Linked DNA regions of Mus musculus: region 2 is linked to region 1. The links are chromatin contacts, called in public Micro-C maps. All regions are on one chromosome and are shown on one strand. The core of a region is the stretch at or near the end of the contact, and the rest is flanking DNA. Distances in the headings are between cores, read along the strand shown.

Region 1 (5,220 bases), core at 1,006-3,505:
CAGGGTCCCAGCCAGGGAACCGTGCCACACGGTTTGTACGGGTCTTCCTGCAGCAGTGCAAAGCCCCAACCACACAGCTTGTAAGTCAGCTGTTCTGAGTTATCAGCTGGGGGCAGCAGGGGGTGGGGGGATGGGGGGTTTTACCTTGCCTGCCCTGGGGATTTTAAACTCTAATAAAATTGTCTGTGAGCTAAAGATGGGTCTTCTTATGTCAATTATCCCAATCAAGATGACCTCACAGGCATGCCCAGAGGCCCTCCTTCCAGGTGAGTCCAGACCCTGTCAAATTGGCAATTAGCTGTAATAGTGGCGATCCCCTGTGACATCTCCATTGGCTGTGACTGATTCTCAGATTTCCTTGGCTTTGGTGAACGTAAAGGACCTGGCGGGGTGTCTGGAGTCTGCTCTCAGCTCTGAGTTGGGATACTCTTCTCACTTAGAGATGGGGGTGGGGGTCTGGGAAGGCCAGGCTGGACTTTCTCACAGCACAGCTGGGGGACACTGTTTAACCTCCTCTGACTGGGCCAGGCTTCCCCACTGTGCACTTTCTTTTCTGACTCTTTGATTCCTTATAACTCTTCTTAGCTTGAGTCATTTAGCTGGGCGGTGGTGGCACAGCCTTTACTCCCAGCACTTGGGTGGCAGAGGCAGGTGGATCTTTGAATTGGAGGGCCAATCTGGTTCTTCAGAGTGAGTTCCAGGACAGCCAAAACCCAAACCCAGACAAGACAACACAAAACAAGCAAGCAAACAAACAAACCAAGACCACCACTAACAATAACAAACCCCTCCCCCATATATATATTATGTATGGTTCTTCAGGACAGGGTTTCTGTGTAGCTCTGTACACCAGGCTGGACTCAAAGTCACAGAGATGCACCTGTCTATGCCTTCCAGGTGCTGGGATCAAAGGCACGTACCATCACCTCCAGACAGATTTACTTTCATTTTATGTGTATGGATATTTTGCCTGTTGTATTTGCATCATATGTATGCAGTGCCCATGGAAACCAGAAGAGGGCATCAAATCCCCTGGAACTGGAGTTTGTAGCTTTAAGGGTGTGATGGGACTCAACTACAGGAGCTCGCCATTGCTGAGCCATCTCTCCAGCTCCCCAAATGCTATTTTAATGGTCGTGCACACCAGAGAAGTGGAGGCAGGAAGGCAAGGGGTTCAAGGTCCTCCTTGGGAACACACTGGACTGGGAGGAGATCTGGATTCCTTCTCTGGTCTTCAATACGTTGGACTTTGTTCCCTTCCCTCAACTTCCCCAACCAACCTTTAAACCAACCCATCTTCTGGAAGTGTTTTGTAGGCTAGGAGTCCAGCTCATGGGCAGAGCACTTGCCTAGCAAGTGTCAAGCCCTAGGTTCCATCCCTAGAACAAAAACAAACAAACAAAGCTAAAAAGGCTTTTCACACCTAAGCTAGCTGAAGCAGGTGAGTGTGGTTCATATCCTTGACTAAGATTGTGTCTAAAGTTGTAAAGTGGGCCCAGGTGGTGGTTACATGCCTTTGACTCCAGCACTTGGGAGGCAGAGGCAGGCAGATCCTGTGAGTTCGAGACCAGCCCGTTCTGAGTTGTATCTAAAGTTAACAACTGGGACACATAAAGAAAAGTTGAAAGCAGCAGATAATTGCAGGTCCATAGTGCAGGTGGACAGTGATGCCCTTTTCAGCCACATGAGACAGAGAATTATTTTCTTTACCCACGCCCCCGTGGTGCACAGTTTCTGTCGATTTACCATTGAACTTCACACAGCTCCTCTGGTTGGGCAGCTGAGAAATCCTAGCAGAAATCCTTTCAGTACCAAGGCAGGGCTGTGAGAGACTTGAGTTCTGAATGGCAGCTGCTGGCTCTGGCCTCTTTTTGGCTTGTGAGAGGGGGAAGAGCATCTCGAGTTTGCCTGCATTCTGGGGTAGGGAAGAATCTAGGAGGAGAGCTGACCAGGAACACAGGAGAGTCTCTGAAGAACATGCCACGGTTGGCACCAGAAATACCAGGTTACAAAGGGGGGAAATGCTAGCAGAGATTGATTCGCTCTGGGGTTCAGGGTGGCAAGCTGTGCGCGAGAGACTGATGAGGCCTGGGTTGAGAGGGAGCACAGACTTCAACCTGGCCAGCACCAAGCTGGCTCTCTTTGGGCCCTGGGTAGCTTCTGCTTCCAAAAGGAAATGTTTAGGGCAAGCCACTGCATGCTCAATGGACAGCCCTACTTTTGGCTCATCCAGGGAGGATGACTCAGACCCCAGTGGCTCTGATTTATTGCCTACAGAGCAGGGTTCCATGATGATGTGCGGGGCCTCATTGTGGAAAGCAGAATAACGAATTAACCATTCCAAGCGATCAGATCATTTAAACACACCCGGCTTCCCGCATGCAGGTGAAGCTGCCCAGCTTCCCGCATGCAGGCCAAGCTGGTGTCACCTCTGGAGCTCACCCCTGGGACGGTGCACTAGCCAAAGCCCACTCGTTCCCCCTGAGGTGTGGACTGGGGCTGCTCAGGCCATGTGGATCTGCAGGAGCCTCTTCCTCTCTCACTTCACAGCCACTGCCACAGTAACAGTGGACTCCATGTTGTATCTGCCTGTGTCTACAACCTGCACTTCCCAGAGGAAGATTACTGGGCACCCTGAGTACTCAGAGGCCACAGACCGCACATCTCAGAATGAATAGATGTTGACTAGAACACTGATACCCTCCCCTGCTATGGAGAATCAGAAACAGACTTAGCACAGGCTGTCACAATGAGCTAGTCATTAACAACATGGTTTGGGACCGCCACCTTCTCTTTGGGACCTGTATAAAAGGATCTATGCTTAGCCTTGTGGGTCTGAGCTCTTCAAAACCCTTGCTATGTTGCTATCTGTCTCTCTACGGTCTTAATAAATCCCTTACTCAAAAAGGCAGTCCGCCTTGCTGTTCCCTGTTGAACACTGAAATCTAAGGTCTTACATTCTGTCCTACTTAGCTTGAACTGTCAACTTGACTCAGCCTAAAGTCATCCCAGCAGGGAGTCTCAATTTAGGGATTTCCCAGATCAGATTGGCCTGTGGACATATCTGTAGAGTGCTGCCTAGATCTTTATTTTGACACAGGAGGCCCAGCCTACTGTGGGTGACACTATTCCCTAGGCATCTGATAGTAGGCTGTGTAAGAAAGCTAGCCAAGTAGCTAAAGAAATGGCTTAGCAGTTTAGAGCACTGGCCGCTCTGTCAGAGCGGTTCAATTCCTAGCATCCACACCATGGCTTACAACCTTTTGTCAGTCCAGTTTCAGGGAATCCACCGCTCTTTCTTGGCCTTATCAGAAACAAGGCACACTTAGCAGCACACAGACATACAGACACACATAAGGGCAAAGTGCTCACCGTACACACAAAATAAAATAAATACATTTTAAAATTTAATTGTACCTATTGTAATGCACTTGGGTGTTTTGACTGTATGCATGTCTGCACACCTGTGCACTCATGCCTGACACCTGTGGAGGACAGAGGAGGGCATGGGGCCCTCTGGTGCTGGAAATACAAATGGTGTGAACTGTCATGTGGGGTGCTAGGAACTGAGTCTGAGTCCTCCACAAGAGGAGCTAGGGCTCTTAACTGCTGAGCCATCTCTCCTGCCCCAGTAAATGATTTTGGGAAAAAGGAGGTTTCCAAAACTGAGTCAGTGAGCAAGCCAGGAAGCAGCCGTGGCTTCTGCTCTCAAGCTCCTGACTGACTTCCTGTCCTGACCTTCCTCAATGATGAACTATGGCCTAGAAGGGTTAGCCAAGTAAGCCCTTTTCTCCCAAGGCTACTCCCAGCCAGAGTGCTGTATAACAGCTGAGTGAACCTGAGCACACTGCACACCTGGCCTGGGACTCACACAGAGACCAGGCCAGTCTCAAACTTAAATCCCCCTGCCTCAGGTCTCTATTCTCAAAGCCCACACCGGGGGGTTGGAAATGTGACATTATCTCACCAAAGTCCTACTTTCTGCTTTCCCATTCAAGTTACCTCAGCCTCGTAACAAAAAGTCACACTCGCAGGGGTCAATTCACAGCCGAGTCTACTGACATCAGGTGGCTGCTGGCTGTGGTGGCCATTCAGTTGGTAGAGTGCTTGCTTAGCATGCTGGGAACCCTGGGCTTCTACACAGTGGTGTATAAACTGGGCATGGTGGCGCATTCCTGCAACCCTGGAACTCAGGAGGTGGAGGCAAGAGGATGAGGAACTTGAGGCCAACCTGGACCTAATAAGACCCTGTCTCAAAACAACAACAACAACAACAACAACAAAAACCTCCAAACTTACTTAAATCATGATATGATCCCACTTCAGTCTGGAGAAATAACTCATATGGAAGCCATCTGAATACCCCTCAGGGGCCAGCTCAGCCCAAGTCAGGAGAAGGTGTCTCCCATCCACAATGTCCTGTGAGTGGAACGTGACCAGGAGAACCCTGAGGGCAACACTCCTAGACCAGGTAGACCACGTCCATGTCTGTCTTAGAGTGAGCCCTGTGGTCCTCTGGGTCTCAACAGTGTCTAATTCTTGCACACATACACCAGCCGGGAGAGGGATGTTTAGAGTTGTCATAGCTGAGGGAGGAGGGGTGAGTGGTTCCTCATGAATAGTTAGGGATGCTCCACATCCTCACAGGATGGTCCCCACCAAGTTATCTAGACAAACTGATGGTTTATACATGCTCGGCCCAGGGAGTGGCATTATTTGAAAGTGTGGCCTGTTGGAGTAGGTGTGTCATTGTGGGTATGAGCTATAAGACCATCCTTCTAACTACCTAGAAGCCAGTCTTCCACTAGCCACATTCAGATGAAGATGTAGAACTCTCAGCTCCTCCTGTACCATGCCTGCCTAGACGCTGCCACATTCCTGACTTGATGATAATGGACTGAATCTCTGAACCTGTAAGCCAGCCCCAATTAAATGTTGTCATATAGTGGCCTTGGTCATGGTGTCTGTTCACAGCAGTAACACCCTAACAAAGACACAAAGGTCAACAGAACCCCGGGTTAGAAGACCTGCTTTGGTTGTGATAGGTCTCAGAAAGAAGATAATACAACCTGCTGAACAGCCAACTCTCCACAGAGCCAAATCTCAGAGAGCCGCAGCTGGCCACAGGGCAAAGAATTTCCACCCACTATGGCCTTGCCAGAGGACACTGTGAAGTGTTCATTAAGAATGCCTTAGCATGGTTTACGTGACAAGGGCTTT
Region 2 (5,220 bases), core at 1,630-4,129, 130 kb before region 1:
AGTCTAGGCAACTTAGTGAAACCTTGTATCAAAGTAAGAGAGTTGGGGATGTAGCCCAGTGGTTAGAGCTCTCACCACCCTGGGTCCCATCTCCCATACTGCAGAAAGAAGTGTCCCTTTGTGGGCTGGTTTTCCCACCTGGGTCAGTATTGGGTGGTATCACTGATCTGTTCAAGGAGACCCGTGAGTCTAGCACAGAAGCCACAGTGGCCAGTGCCCCCTCAGTGTCCGAAGGTTGTGCTGGGTGGGGCCAGATGGAGAATTGACTGTCACATCTAACTTTAACTCTGAGGATACCCTGGGCTTTGTGCAGACAGGAGTTACCGAGCTGCTGGCTCTGAGGTCATCACCAACCATGCTAATAAGTAAGGTGTCTTCAGACACAATGCTGTGCCCAGAGACTCACGGGAGAAGCCCTGCTTCCTGGGTTTAATGGAGGTCCCTTGCCCCTCCTGTCTCAGCCTGTCCCTTCCCTGTTAGAGGTGTGAAGAGTGTCAAGAGGAAGCCAGCTGTGACAAGGCCGAGATGAAGGAGCCATGGAAGCAGCCCGGGCAGATGTTCAGGCTTAGCTTCCATCATGAGCTGGCTGCGGGTGGTGCACACCTTGAATCCCAGCAGCAGCAGGACAGAAGTGGGTGGATCTGAAGGCAGCGTAGTCTACAAAGCAAGTTCCAGGACAGCCAGGGCTACTTAGTCGGATCACGTCTCAAAACAGTGGTGGGGGGAGGGGCTGAAGAATTGGCCCTGCAGTTAAGAGCACTTGCAATTCTTCCAGAGTTCCCAAGATCTGTCCCCCATACATACCCACCTCTGTAACTCTTGCTTCAGGGGATCAGATGCCTCTGGTCTCCTAGGCAACACCTGTACTCACATGCAGATAGCCACATGCAGACACACACACACACACACATCCCTACAACTTAAATAATAAAAAATAAATCTTAAAAGGAGAAGACTGAAACAGAGGCATTTAGACTACAAAAGGTGCACACCTTTAGCCAGAGCACTCAGGAGATGCAGACAGGAGGATCAAGGTTCAAGGCTAGCCTTGGCTACATGAGACCTTCTCTTAGAATAATGGAAAGATGGCACAGCAGTTAAGACCAGTAAGAGGACCCAAGTTGAGTTCCCAGAACCCACATGGTGCCTCTCACAGCCCCTGTAACTGTAGATCAAAGGCATCCAACACACTCTCTGGCCCTGGTGGACAACTGTGCTCAGGCATGCCCACACACTAAAAGGTGAATGCTGGGATACATGTTGAGGCAGGATGCTTGCCTAGCGTGTGTGAGGCCCTGTGCTCCACTACCACTGGGTGACAAATTCCTCTGTCTTCGAAGACCTTTATGGTGGTTTCTTCATAACCACCAGCTTTAGTGGAGTGGGTGGACTGCCCCCTTCATTCTCACCTTCGGTTCGTTGTAGAGGGCTTGTAGTCCACCCTGAGCTTGCGGTTTTACCACCATAACCTCATGATACTGCAGCGTTTCACGGAGAGGCGAACCAGCGGTGCTGTCTGAGGTGCGAGAACAGTCAACAGCAATCCCACGTCTCCAAGTTCAGCCTGTGTGGTCGAGGTCCTTATTCTGGTATTCTCGGAGCTATGGCTTCCTGGGGTCATGAGTGGCCACTGTCAGGAGCGTATACTCCTGGGGATAACAATGGACCACCCCGGCTTACTGACCTCTACCACGCATGCGAGTTTCCCCTGCCTTCTCTGCACACAGTGGCATTCTCCCTGAGATCCGGACATGGAAGGCAGGGAGTACAAGGAGCCAGGCTTGGTGTTTCTACTTCAGCAGTGTCACCAGATTAAATTCGGAACGCCGACTTAAATCTGAATTCCAAATAAGCAGTGTTTTATTTACTCTTTTGACGTGTAATGCTCAGGAAATACTTACTTGATACTCAGAATACAGGTCCTGTTTGTTTGTTTGTTTGGGATTTTTCCTAAAGTGGTTGAACCCCAAACCTGAATTAAACTATTCTCCAAAAGAAATTCTAAAAAACGGGATATCAACAGCTTTTGTCCCCTTACATATTAAACTGGCTTTAGTGGTTTGAGGTACACAAAACTGTCTTAATCTCTCATTTGGCTAGCATTGAACTGATGGCAACCCCCCTGTCTCAGCTTCTCAAGTGCTAGGATTACATATTGGAGTCATTATGCCTGAATCAATTTCTTCCCTCCCTCCCATTTTCCCTCTTTCTTTCCTAGCTTTCTGCCATCTTTTCTTCCTTTTGTTTGTTCGTTTTTGAGACAGTGGTTTTTCCTGTGTAGCCCTGGCTAACTAGCCTAACTCAGCTCTGTAGATAAGACTGACTTTGAACTCACAAATCCACCTACCTCTGCCTCCCTTGAATGCTGAAATTAAAGGCATTTGCCACTACTGCCCAGACTTTTCTTCCTTCTTGATATAGGATCTTGCCATGTAGCCCAGGCTAACCCCAGTACTGGAACCACAGGCAACTGTACCCAACTTAAAATGGCCTTTAGCTTGGTTTCTGAGAAGTTGGGGACCCCTTTGCCAGGTCTTCATCTGGCCTCTTTGTCCCTTCCCTTCTCCAACCTGAGACATTGCCTTGGCGAGCACCCCAAGAGGCTGAGCCTAAACGCCTCAGGGAATAAAGGCCCTCAACACAAACACACCCCTCCCCCACGGGATTTTCTCTCCAGTGTTTTCAGCATCTTACTACTTAAACGAAGAGTGGAAGGATACAATCGCCAGCTATCCTTGTCATTTTTGTTCTGTTTGATGCTTAATCAATGTCACTTGTAAGTGACATTAAAAAACATTCCTTGTCAGTCAGGAGTGCCTGCAGGCAAGAGCAACCTCCCTCAGACCTCAAAAGTAATTAAAGACAATCAACCAAAAATGCAAGGAGGCTGTAGGGACGGGATTCCAAACTCCACCCACATCTGCTTCAGGAGTGTTGTCCGAGGGAGCTGTTTACTATTAACCCTTACATGGCCAAGACTCTGGGAGACTAAAGCTGCGTGCGGAGCTGCTGGTTGTCAACACCCAAGCTCTCTGTCAAAGAAATAACAAAGAAATGATGTGTGTGTGTGTGTGTGTGTGTGTGAGAGAGAGAGAGAGAGAGAGAGAGAGAGAGAGAGAGAGAGAGGCAGAGAGAGAGGGAGAGAGGGAGAGGGAGAGAGGGAAGCAGAGAGAGAGAGGGAGAGAGGCAGAGAACCCCACCACCACCCACTGGGTGTTAGCAAATCATTTCCTTTCCTTTTTTTTTTTGTTGCGTTTGAGAATCACACTTTTGTAGCCCAGGCTGGTCTAGAACTCACTCTGTGGCTGAGGCTAGCTTGAAATTCTTGATCCTCCTGCCCTAGGCTCTGAAGTGCAGGTGTTACTAGCATGCGCCAACAAGCCCAGTGCGCACCCCACCCTTTAGTTTATTTCTGGTTCCTTTGAAGGATTTATGAACGTTGTGAGAATAGCAAGTTCACCGGTTTCCTTAAACCAACACAAACTGTATTTCCCTGAAGCCACAAAGTAAAGCCAGATCAAGATTGTAGCCGACGTTAGATACCTTAAAATATCCTTTTAGACATTAAAGTCTACAAAATGCCAAGCACAGATTCACGGTCCAGCTTTGTGTTGATACCCGAAACTACAGCTGGGACCATTGTCTTTTAGGGTGGAGATTAGCGCTGTTTCTGAGGAGGACCCATAGCTACTGGTAAGCTCACAGAAGGAAAGAAGTGTGTAGCTGGAGCAACTGGGGAATACAGTGTTCAGAGCCCTTCCTCTCCTCCCGGTTCCCCAATGATACAAAGTTAAAAGAAAGCAAACTGCAGCCGGCTGCTAGGAATACAGCCTGGAGAGCTGCGATGCTCAGAAGCCCTCAGTCCTGTCCAAAGATACAGCTAAAAGAAATTCTATCGCTGATGTTTGCCTGGAGTTTACGAGCCTCCGTATTGGAAGGCAAGGAACCAAGAGCCCGGGCTAACCCACGCCTGCATCGGTTTTGCTTACATTTTTTCTTTATTTATTTGAAGAGCTCTGATCTGAGATCTTGTTCGTTTCCAATACAATCCAGGCTGTACATTACTAAGACAGGGTGGAGATGACTAAGGAGCTTTGGATGAAGTCTGGGTTAAATAAGCCAGAGCAGGTGCATGGTCGCCACCGGGTCCTGGCTCCCAGGTGGAGGCAAGTGACTGACAGAGGGAGGTTAGTACCTCAGGGAGGGTTCTCCCTCATTCCTACAGCGTGAACACAGCTCAGAGCATCCCACTTAGGAGCAAAGAAATCCAGGGTCCCGCAGTACTAGGGATTTCTAAATTCAGGCTCAGTGGGGGACCCTCTCTGGTCTAAGGGAAATTCCATTCTGTATTCACCTGAGCTGTTTAGCCGTGGGGAGCACCTGTAAAGGTTTTTCAATACCTATCTGGTAATAAACTTGAGGAAGCCTGGTACCCACCAGGTTGTCAGGAAGGGGCAAACTGTGGAGAGCGAAAAGAAACCAGCCAGTGGCTAGTGACTATGGCTGTGGAGACTTGGACCCCACCCCCACCCTACCTCAGAGCGCAGTGTGTTCACTGTAAGGATCTGAGTAACTGATACCAGGTCCCATCTATGAGTCGAGAAGAAAGGCAGTTTTTAATATTAGATTTCGTTAATATTACATCATCTTTTGTGCGTGGATATGTACAGGTGTGTTGCGGGAATGTGGAAGCCGGAAGTGGGAGTCAGTTCTCTCCTGCTGTGGATCTGTCTCAGGTCGTCAGGCTTGGGGGCGAGGCACACACTGAGCCATCCATCCCGCTGGCTTCAAGAGTGTCATTTATAACCATGAGACTGAGATAAACAGAAAGGTTCACTGCCTAGTTACACCGCGGCCAGCTCATAGCAGGGAGCACTGACTCAGCTATTTTGGTGGGAAAAGGGAAAAGGCAAAGCAAAGTACAGAGGCAGGGAAACTCATTGTGCAAAGCGAGAGGCGAGCTGATGCCTGCGCTGCTCGCGCGCGCGTACAGAGACTATGGTTGGAAGCAGAGGCGAGGGATAGAAGCTGCTTCGGTATCCAGGGTTGGAAGCAGAAGGTGGGTCGGCGGCTGCAGGGAGAGCTCCGTATTTTTGTTTGGGGAAAAGAGAAGACTTTTCTTTTTTTATTTATTTATTTATTTATTTATTTATTTATTTATTATTATATGTAAGTACACTGTAGCTGTCTTCAGACACTCCAGAAGAGGGAGTCAGATCT

Evidence for each region. A called contact is a pair of places that touch in the nucleus more often than the background predicts.
Region 2: a Micro-C map of trophoblast stem cells shows a contact between it and region 1, with 2.7 times the contacts expected there. The contact joins two enhancer-like sites. A contact is called at or near these places in 2 of 484 Hi-C or Micro-C datasets (liver and trophoblast stem cells) and 9 of 115 datasets of contacts at active chromatin or transcription factors (craniofacial prominence, embryonic forebrain, embryonic midbrain and 4 more).

The regions. Positions count from the first base shown.
Region 1 is chr2:172,600,631-172,605,850 of GRCm38.p6, reverse strand. The region is part of intron 2 of Gm36038 (a long non-coding RNA gene); the gene reads right to left. Among named protein-coding and RNA genes, the nearest start is that of Gm36038, 26 kb to the right of the region's middle. Within about 2 kb of position 2,255, at least 11 of the 459 cell types and tissues checked have an H3K27ac peak or open chromatin away from gene starts, as enhancers often do. A contact at or near this core is called in trophoblast stem cells, where this site is marked.
Region 2 is chr2:172,731,285-172,736,504 of GRCm38.p6, reverse strand. No RefSeq gene overlaps it. Among named protein-coding and RNA genes, the nearest start is that of Gm36156, 70 kb to the right of the region's middle. Within about 2 kb of position 2,879, at least 13 of the 459 cell types and tissues checked have an H3K27ac peak or open chromatin away from gene starts, as enhancers often do. A contact at or near this core is called in trophoblast stem cells, where this site is marked.